Linked DNA regions of Danio rerio: region 1 is linked to region 2. A link is a contact called in public HiCAR-type data. All regions are on one chromosome and are shown on one strand. Each heading gives the region's core, a stretch centred on a gene start, on an enhancer-like site or on the middle of the called end of the contact. The rest is flanking DNA. Distances are from core to core; before and after follow the strand shown. Region 1 holds the start of galnt11 (UDP-N-acetyl-alpha-D-galactosamine:polypeptide N-acetylgalactosaminyltransferase 11 (GalNAc-T11)). Region 2 holds the start of xrcc2 (X-ray repair complementing defective repair in Chinese hamster cells 2).

Evidence for each region. HiCAR-type assays count read pairs that join an accessible place to other places.
Region 1: a contact with region 2 is called in a HiCAR-type map of caudal fin, with 6 times the contacts expected there. The contact joins the promoter of galnt11 here to the promoter of xrcc2 in region 2. A contact is called at or near these places in 1 of 18 Hi-C or Micro-C datasets (caudal fin) and 1 of 4 datasets of contacts at active chromatin or transcription factors (caudal fin).

What each region holds. Positions count from the first base shown.
Region 1 is chr24:7,797,338-7,802,420 of GRCz12tu, forward strand. It overlaps galnt11 (UDP-N-acetyl-alpha-D-galactosamine:polypeptide N-acetylgalactosaminyltransferase 11 (GalNAc-T11)), which reads right to left and starts at 1,650. Exons shown (of 12, transcript NM_001076562.2): 1 at 1,561-1,650.
Region 2 is chr24:7,531,193-7,536,855 of GRCz12tu, forward strand. It overlaps xrcc2 (X-ray repair complementing defective repair in Chinese hamster cells 2), which reads left to right and starts at 1,699. Exons shown (of 3, transcript NM_001386478.1): 1 at 1,699-1,835. The coding sequence starts at 1,761. actr3b (actin related protein 3B) reads right to left here and starts at 1,573. Exons shown (of 9, transcript NM_001089556.1): 1 at 1,517-1,573. The coding sequence starts at 1,563.

The sequences.
Region 1 (5,083 bases), core at 400-2,899, 270 kb after region 2:
GTTGCTGCGATCATATGGAATTACACCTCTTTTAAATATTTAATTCACACTTGAGTCCTAAAGGGCAATGATATACATTATGAAATAAGTATCTTGCTGCCATACGCCCGTCTTCACATAGGCAGACTTTATTATTGGACATACTTCATCTAAAATACATTTTATTAAAGTACTACAATATTTGTTACTAGCTTTATTGTAGCCAATGATAGACCATGGCAATATGCTACTAGTCAGACAAATATAATCATCAGACAAATACAAAAGTCGTTTGGAAGTCGAGGTTTTAAAACTGCCAAAAATTTCTGCTATTAAGGTATGTGTAAGATTTTTTTGTTTGTTTGTTTTTAATTTTTATTTTCTTTAGAATCTCCGGCAAAAAAGTTATCCAAAGATGTTATAAATTGTAAATAAATTTGTAGTTTTGGACCAAATGAAGACCGCAGAAGTCAGTGATTCATTTGAATTATTTAGCCTGACATGTTTACTGTTCCAAAATATTTGAATATTTCTCAAAATAAAATATATTGTGTTCAAAGGGGGAACGTTTTTGTTTATTTATAACATTTAAAAATATTTTTTTAGAGCAGTGATTACACTGTGAAACTGTGATATTTTTATCTAAGGTTATCATACTATCAGAATCTTATACCGACCCATGCCTAGTAGAATGTGGCATGTTTATGTTTAGACTGAGGTAAAGCTGGTTTTTTTATTCAAACATTCGTTCAGTGACATCCTGTGACATGCTCCCTATGCCATGTAAAAATACCATGGTATTTTGAATATTCGGTCTGAAATAACACGCAAGTATGACTTCACAACAACATTATCACTACATATTTGACTGTAAACATGGTTGTACTTTGATAGTTATTGGCTAAAAGTTGATTTAATATTCACACATTCTGACTTTCTCCTTAATAATATAATTTCAGAAAAGTATTGTTTACAATTTGTAAATAGGGATATCATATAAGCAGTCAATGGCTATCAAAGTACAACAATGTTCACAGTCAAATAAATAGTGATAATGCTGTTTTGAAGTCATACTTGCATACTTGTTATTTCAGACAGAATATTCAAAATACCATGGTAAACAATACACATGTCACGACTTTTTTAGCTTTTTATTGTCAAAACAAATCTAACTAATCAACAAAACTAGTTACGTTGGCTAACGTTGCCCATCTAGACACCATTCTTTATTAGAATATACTAAGATTTTTATTTCACAACATAACTTTACGTCAAAGAATCACGGGATGTGTCTCAAAACCTAACACGTCCCCTAAATAGGCGTCAATGCCACCCAAATATACTGCAATCGGAATGCACCAAAAAATCCCTGCTGGTTTGTAAATCTCTGACGCCCAAACATGCTGTCTGTGTAGGCATCTCACCAAGTTTTGAGACATAGGCATTTCGAGCTACGAGCTAACTCGCTAGCTGCATCGATTAAAGCATTTGTTGTAGACAGCATTGTCATTTGGCACTCATCTAAACCCCTCTAAAATGTTTACTCGGGTAATAATGTCAGTGTAGTGCAGTGACACTCACTCGCTGATGAAGAGGTCTTTCACAGGTCCATTCCTCTCCTTCGCTCAATCCTACTGCCCGTTACTCGCTGGTGAGGAGACACGGCATCGCAGAGCCTGACTGAGTCTGTTGCCGCCTGCTGGAGGGCTTTTAGAATGGCACCACACATGTACAACAGTAATACAGTCGATAAGGATAGGTGTGGGCTGTGGCTTATTACATTTCATTTGTTACACTTTGAAATTTCGGAAGGTGTAGTAAAGTCTGGATGTCAACTTTCCCCCAAAATCTGGTCAGATGTTACAAAATACATAATTCTTAAAATAATGTTTTTTTAAAAATATTACACAGATATTATCCAAGTGGGAAATATAAATTAATAATAAGTGTAACGACATGATTGACATTTATTTGTTGTTTAAGTTATAGGTCAAAGGTCATGTGAGTGTAATTGATAGATAGATAGATAGATAGATAGATAGATAGATAGATAGATAGATAGATAGATAGATAGATAGATAGATAGATAGATAGATAGATAGATAGATAGATAGATAGATATACAGCTTAAAGTGACATGTAAATCCAGGTTAATTAGGTTAACTAGGCAGGTCAGGGTAATTAGTCAAGTTATTGTATAACGATGGTTTGTTCTGTAGACCATTGAAAAAAAAATTGCTTATAGGAGATAATTAGTGACCTTAAAATTATTTTAAAAATATATATATTTATTTAAAACTGCTTTTATTACTGCCAAAATAAAACAATTAAGACTTTATCCAGAAGAAAAAAATATTATCAGAAATACTGTGAACATTTATTTACTCTGTTAAACATCATAGATGATAACACAGAGAAAACCGCAGTTTAGCGCCCCCTGTCATGTTCGAAACGGCTAACGTCATTGCACATTTTAGCCAGTTCGAACACCATTATCAACCTAGGTACACTAGAGGGCGCCTCTTCATCTACGTATCTACAGGTAGATGGCATCAATTTATTTCTTATAGGTGGGAAATAAAAAATTAATAATATGTGTAACGACATGATTGACATTTATTTGTTGTTTAGGTTATAGGTCAAAGGTCATGTGTGTGTGATAGATAGATAGATAGATAGATAAATAGATAGATAGATAGATAGATAGATAGATAGATAGATAGATAGATAGATAGATAGATAGATAGATAGATAGATAGATAGATAGATATACAGCTTAAAGTGACATGTAAATTCTTCACCAGGTTAATTAGGTTAACTAGGCAGGTCAGGGTAGTCAAGTTATTGTATAACGATGGTTTGTTCTGTAGACCATTGAAAAAATATATATTGCTTATAGGAGATAATTAGTGACCCTAAAATTATTAAAATATATATATATTTATTTAAAACTACTTTTATTACTGCCAAAATAAAACAAATAAGACTTTTCTAGAAGAAAAAAATATTATCAGACATACTGTGAACATTCATTTACTCCGTTAAACATCATAGATAATAACACAGAGAAAACCGCAGTTTAGCGCCCCCTGTCATGTTCGAAACGGCTAACGTCATTGCACATTTTAGCCAGTTCGAACACAGACCATTATCACCCTAGGTACACTAGAGCGCCTTTTCATCTACGTATCTACAGATAGAGGACATCAATTTATTTCTTATAGGTGGGAAATAAATTAATAATATGTGTAACGACATGATTGACATTTATTTGTTGTTTAGGTTATAGGTCAAAGGTCGTGTGTGTGTGATAGATAGATAGATAGATAGATAGATAGATAGATAGATAGATAGATAGATAGATAGATAGATAGATAGATAGATAGATAGATAGATAGATAGATAGATAGATAGATAGATAGATAGATAGATAGATAGATATACAGCTTAAAGTGACATGTAAATTCTTCACCAGGTTAATTAGGTTAACTAGGCAGGTCAGGGTAGTCAAGTTATTGTATAACGATGGTTTGTTCTGTAGACCATTGAAAAAATATATATTGCTTATAGGAGATATTTAGTGACCTTAAAATTATTTTTAAAAATATATATTTATTTAAAACTGCTTTTATTACTGCCAAAATAAAACAAATAAGACTTTATCCAGAAGAAAAAAATTATCAGACATACTGTGAACATTCATTTACTCTGTTAAACATCATAGATAATAACACAGAGAAAACCGCAGTTTAGCGCCCCCTGTCATGTTTGAAACGGCTAACGTCATTGCACATTTTAGCCAGTTCGAACACAGACCATTATCACCCTAGGTACACTAGAGGGCGCCTCTTCATCTACGTATCTACAGGTAGATGGCATCAATTTATTTCTTATAGGTACGCAATGATTTTATTTGTAAGTTTAAGGAAGGATTTTCACCCTTGTTTTTGTAAAATGGAACCGGAAACAATTCTTCATTTATTTTTCAGTTGCAGTTACACAAAATTGCTTTGGTCCCAAGTTTTCTACTTTTTGAAGTGTTTAATAAATTTATCAATATGATAAAATGGTTTTATTGGTGGATTGTAACTCTGGATTATTGGAAATGGACAAAATAACAAAAATTCTTATTTTATTTGGAAAGTACCACATACACAAGACAAAATGTGCTGACTGTACCAAAGTGTAAACTATTCTTCACTGATTTAAAGATTTTTTATGATTCCCTCAATTCTATACAGAGTAATACCAAAGCTAGTGAGACATCCCATCTGCTGGAAAAAAAACTTAATGTATATGATTACCCGTAATTTTTGTTGTTAATTCCCTTGTATGCATATAATTCTGTACTCTACTCTCCTCGTACTTCATTCATTTTCTTGTCGGCTTAGTCCCTTTATTAATCCGGGATCGCCACAGCGGAATGCACCGCCAACTTAGCAAGTTTTTTACGCCGCGGATGCCCTTCCAGCTGCAACCCATCTCTGGGAAACATCCACACACACATTCACACACACACTCATACACTACAGACAATTTAGCCTACCCAATTCACCAGTACCACATGTCTTTGGACTGTGGGGGAAACCGGAGCACCCAGTAGAACGTGCAAACTTGCAAACTCCACACAGAAACGCCAACTGAGCAGAGGCTCAAACCAGAGACCCAGCGACCATCTTGCTGTGAGGCGACAGCACTACCTACTGCGCCACTGCCTCACCCAACACTCAGTTAATCACTTAATTATATCATTAACTTCATCAGTCTGTCTGTGTTTTTGAATCTGTTTCTCTCATTGGAAAAAAAAAACTATTTGAGGGTGCAAAGCTGATGAAAATTCAACTAAGAAAGTTTTAGCCGTTGATTAAATGTTAAGTCAATGAAGGTCTGCTATCTGGGGTTTAGTCTCAACCACAGGTAGCAAAGCTTATAGGTCAGATTTTTTTTGTCATGTGAGAGGTTTGTACATGTTAAGAGAGTAGCACATTAATTGTGCAATAAATTTGTTGATATTCACCAGCCCAGTGTCTACAGCAGTGCCCAAACCGCCTGGAGGGCTGGTGTCCTGCATAGTTTTGCTCCAACTTCCTTCGACACACTTGCC
Region 2 (5,663 bases), core at 449-2,948:
AGCCTCTTTATTTATCATATGAAAATACTAGATGCATTATCAAGACAGCTGTGTCTGCATTAGTTGTTTTGGTAAAGCTTTTGAATTAGGGTCCATTAGTTAATGCATTTGAACTTTGTACAAACAAATGATCTTGAATAGCATCTATTAATCATAGTTCAATCATAGTTAATGTATTATCAAAATCCAAAGTTGTGCTTGATTACATTAGTTAATGCACTGCGAGTTAATGAACTAATGAACTTTATTTTAATTAGGTTAATAAAGATGAATAAATACTGTAATAAATTGTTTGTGTTAGAAATAATAGACACTCATTTTAAAAATATTTAAAAAATTTTATGTTTTACAGGACTGAAGTTATCACTAGACATTAAAAAATATTAATAACTGAAGTACTAATCATAGTTTAACAGTATCAATTAAAGGTGTGGAATATTTTTGAATTGGTCAATTTTTCTGAAAGAAGTCCCTTATGTTCAACCAGACTGCATTTATTTTCCTTCATTCATTCATTTTCCTTCAGCTTTGTCTCTACTTCAGAAGTCGTCACAGTGGAATGAACCACCAACTATTCCACCATATGTTTAACACAGTGGATGCTCTTTCAGCTGCAACTTGGTATTGGGAAACACATACACACTCTTATTCTCACACATACACACACACACACACACACACACACACACACACACACACTTTTACTATAACCAATTTCTGTTTACCCAATTCATCTATAGCGCATGTCTTTGGACTGTGGGGGAAACTGGAGCACCCGAAGGAAACCCACGCAAACACGAGGAGAACATGCAAACTTCACACGGAAATGCCACCTAGCCCAGCTGCGACTCGAACCAGCGACCATCTTACTGTGAGGCGACAGTGCTAACCACTGAACCACCGTGCCACCCTCTGACATATTTTGTTTTAGTTTTTGTTTCCATATTTTATTCAACATTAGCTAATGTTAATGTATTTACTACCACACACTAATTATGAATAACTCTTATAGCTTTAATGAATTATAGTTCAACATGTACTAATGCATTGTTAAAATCAAAATGCATGCTTGTTAGGTAACTAATAACTTGTTTGTTAAAACGAACTAACAATGGAAAACTATATTTCCATTAATGTTAACAAGGATAAATAAATCATTATTATAATTAATATATCATAATTAATAATAAATGAATACTTAATAATGCTACTTGTTCGTTGTAGTAAATGCATTGCACTACATTAAATAATACAACCGTATTGTAATGTGTTATCCATGTTTTATAAAATAGCCCACAATACCAATGTTTTAACTCCAATTAAAAAACTTAAGAGTGCAGTATTTACTATTAATTGTGTAGTGACGTATATCAAACATATAATATTGATACAGAGGCACATATATAGTCAAAAAATATTATTTAGTCAGCAACAACAAAGAGACACAATATTTTTTTAAAGCCTTGCTATATCCACCAGGCATATAAACACATTCGGTGACTGTAAACAAACTCACCCTGTCCCGCAGTCAATCACGCATGGAGGGGGCCGAGCTGCTGCCATCACCAGCACTAACGTAACATTCAAGCACACAAACACAACAGCATGTCACAACAAAAACGACGTCACACAAACCATGTGTCGTTAACAGGCTTGTCAGGTATACCTTTAAAACGGTGTAAATTATCCCACGATAATGCTTTGCAGAGTTATTTTTCGCGAGTGCTTCCCGAGTCAAAGGGAAGGCAAAAAATAGAAACATGCTGGATCCACTCGCGCTGCCTCATCATGGTCCACAAGGTCTGCCTGTCAGCGAAAATACGAACCCTACTATGGTAAAGGAGAGCTTATTAATATTCATCATGAGCCAAGCCTCCGCCAGCACAAATGTAAAACGTTCGCTAACTGGAAGACTACTGAGTAACGTAAACACGGCGTAATTAATATTCATAACCATAACTTTCGCCGTAGTAGGCTCCGTAATTTCATGAGCTAGCAAACTGCCTGAACAGAGCGAATGGCGCATTATGATTTGTTTACTTGCCTCTTGTTTACAGTGAGATGAACGTATATGGGGGTTCGGGTGGTTTGGAAGACCACCACTCACTGATAAAGGTCCAGAATTGCTTCATTCATGAGCTCATTTGTCCTATTTTGACTTTTATGCCATGATAAATATTGAAAATAACCCATTCAAAAAAGGGTTTAATACCAAGCGGAATTGGCTGCCGCTTCGGTTTGACTTAGCTAATCAGTTTCAGCCAATAAACAAATGTTTTCACTTTACAATCTGGCGTCAGAGAAGTCTTCTTTCGCTATGTTTTTAAACAGAGAAAACATTTTACAAGTAACTTTTTTCTAAATCTTGGAAACAAATAAAAAAATGAGCAATAAAAAGTAAAGCGGCTCATATTGAAAATGATTTGAATACTATTTCGGCCATTGTTGTTATCCATCATTTTCAAATGTAGGCTGTACGTTCTTTACAGGAGAGGCTAGAAAAATTGTGAAGCTCTACATTATTATTATGTTAATAATATATTAAATATTTAATTATTTTGCTTTTCAAATGGACTGAGGAAAGTTGAATGTGCTGGCCAGTTGTTGTTGTTATTGCTATTTGCCTAATAAATGACAATAGACTACAGTTTTTATTTAAGTTTTTAACAGATTCCAATTTTTTTCTAATGATGTATGATGTAAATAATATGTATTTAAAAATAAGTATTAGTTTACATTTCTTTAATGTAAATCTTTGGGAAATATTTTTGACATATCAAAAAAGTGTGGTTATGATGACCATCTGACAAGCTAATTCAGCTAAAATATTGCTTAAAATGTTACTAAATGCAGTATTTAAATCTCATAATTTTATAAAATTTCCCAGAGATGGTTTGCAGCTGGAAGGGCATCTGCTGCGTAACGCATATGCTGGATAAGTTGGCGGTTCATTCCGCTGTGGCAACCCCAGATTAAGAAAGGGACCAAGCCACTTTTTTAAAAAAAGGACCATCCCTTTCACCAGGCTAGCTATGGGCCTGCTTGGTATATAAATTTAATCATTTATCAAGGAACAGTAGATATTTCTTTACATTTTATTATTTTATTTTATTTTATTTTATTTTATTTTATTTTATTTTATGGAACAACCTGGTGGCGCAGTGGGAAACATAATCGCCTCACAGCAAGAAGGTCACTGGTTCAAGCCTCGGCTGTGTCAGTTGGCATTTCTGTGTGGAGTTTGTATGTTCTCCCTTTAAAATTATATATTTGTGCATATATATTAGATTAGTCAGCATCAAAGACAAAACTGGAACTAAACTAACAAAAAATAGAAATTAAGATCACAGCCCAAAACTTTGTACAACCAAAATAATGGGGAAAACATATTAAATACTGTTTTATTAAAAATGATAAATATAGAACACATAAAACAAATTAAATTGTATTATTGTAATTGTGTAGTTTGTAAAAAAAATTGCAATAATTAATTTGAATAATGTACTGTATGATATTTGTCTTCCTAAATACGTTAGGTGACCAAACTCTTATTTTAATGGATGTAACTGTTTAATTATAAAAACCTAAATTATTAAACAAATTAGTGACTATATTCACTTGAAAAAAAAAAATGGCTAAAAATACAAAATTTTAAAAGGGGGTGTACTCATTTGTACTGAGCCCAGAATAAACATTTCTGAAGGCTAACGTTAAACTCTAGGTGGCAGTCGATCCTAATTTTACATTATGAGATGCATGTTTAAAGTCATACTGTGTATTATTTTACTCACTTTATACTAACTTTGACATATTGATCTGTTGTTCTCTTTGTAATGTATATATATATATATCGCATTGTTTACTAGCTTTTATTATTAGGTTTATTATTTGCAGATAGTCCTATGCCATTATAAAATAGTACTTTATGTATGAGAGCCCGATGTAAACATACACGTGTATATGATTTTCCACTAATAGTGTAGCTACAATTTAACGTTTAATCTCTAAATAAAATTGTAGCATATTTTTATTTATGCAAAATACTCCAACTATAAAATATTACAAAGTTATAAATTTAGTTTCAGAACTAACGTTAGCGTGTAGGATATAATGGGACCTTTATTTTGAAGTGTGGTCTCGCGTTTATTTACCAGGAAATAGATTTATGAAATAACTGCGCGAAAAGCAACGAAATGACAGCACGAGTCAGGATGGCTGAGAATGGAGCACAGGTACATCTGATAACCTTAAATCACTTCACATAAAAATGATTATATTTATATTATTATTTATATATTTGAACGTATGCTTTAGTATTTATCACCAGCTGGAAACCATTAACTATTTATGCAGAAAAACATGAACACAAGATCCGTATAAGATGGTCATATACAGATCTAGCTTAATGTTGATAAAGAAGTACTAATCAAGATTTAGCGTTAGCCAGTTTCAGTGACATCGCTTATGATTGAATGGGATAGTACACTTGACAGTAACGATACTGTCATACAACTTGTATATGTTGCTTGCTGTTAACATCAGTGTTTAAGCAGGGTTCAACGCTAAGGATTTTTTTCTACGGGCCAGTGGTTCAGCTTTTTACTTGCCCTGCTAAAATTTTCACTGGCCCCACCAAAAAAAGAGAAGCTAATAGCTATTTCTTAGCCACCTACAGCATTTCAAATGTGTCAAAAGCCAAACATAATTGTAATACCAATCCTTTTATTCAGCATAACTTTTTTTTAAAATACAACTGACAATTTATAAAATACAATTGTGATGTAACTAAATTTGATAGTGTTTATATATATATATATATATATATATATATATATATATATATATATATATATATATATATGTGTGTGTGTGTGTGTGTGTGTGTGTGTGTGTGGGTGTGTGCTGGTCCAAAGTTTGGGGTCAGTTTTATTTTATTATTATTATTTTTTTAAGTTTTTTTTTTAATGGAAAATTATTGAGTTCATCATGGCGACATTTATTATTATTTATTTATTATTATTATTTAAAAAAATTTAAATTGTTAAATATTTATTAATTTTAAATGACTGCTTTCTTATTGTATGTACAGGGCTCAACAATAAGGACAGCCCGATGGCCCGGGTCAGCTTGAGAGACGCTCGGGACAGTAGACAATATCATTACTGGCCCGATTGGGCCAGTGCTGCCCTGTCACTAAAGTTAAATTTGCCTGCGACAGTACGACCAATTGTCAATTGTGTAGAGTCGAGAAACAGTTTGTGCTTTTAATCCTTTAAATGATACCTTTTCTCTGATGTCTTAAACACCATATTGCTTCTCAGTTCCTCTTAACTGGGATGCATTTCCCAAAACCATCGTTAGCCAACCAAGGTCGCAAGTTCTGTCGTTACAAGCATAGTTTGGTGACTTGCCGTTTCCCAAATCCGTCCCTCCAACGAACATTCGCAAACTGCGTCGCAAGCTTGAGAACTACTATACCTCTGTAGCTGTAGTTCGAAACATAGTTCCTGGCTTTGATCTATTCCCACTTATTAACTTATCATTAACACTCTAACATTCAAAGTTGGAATTATATAAGTAAAAAAGCATTAAGGTCATCTCTCTTAGGTGTAATTTGCTTTCTAACTATTTTTACAGTTCAGTTTTAGCACTCTTCATGTTTA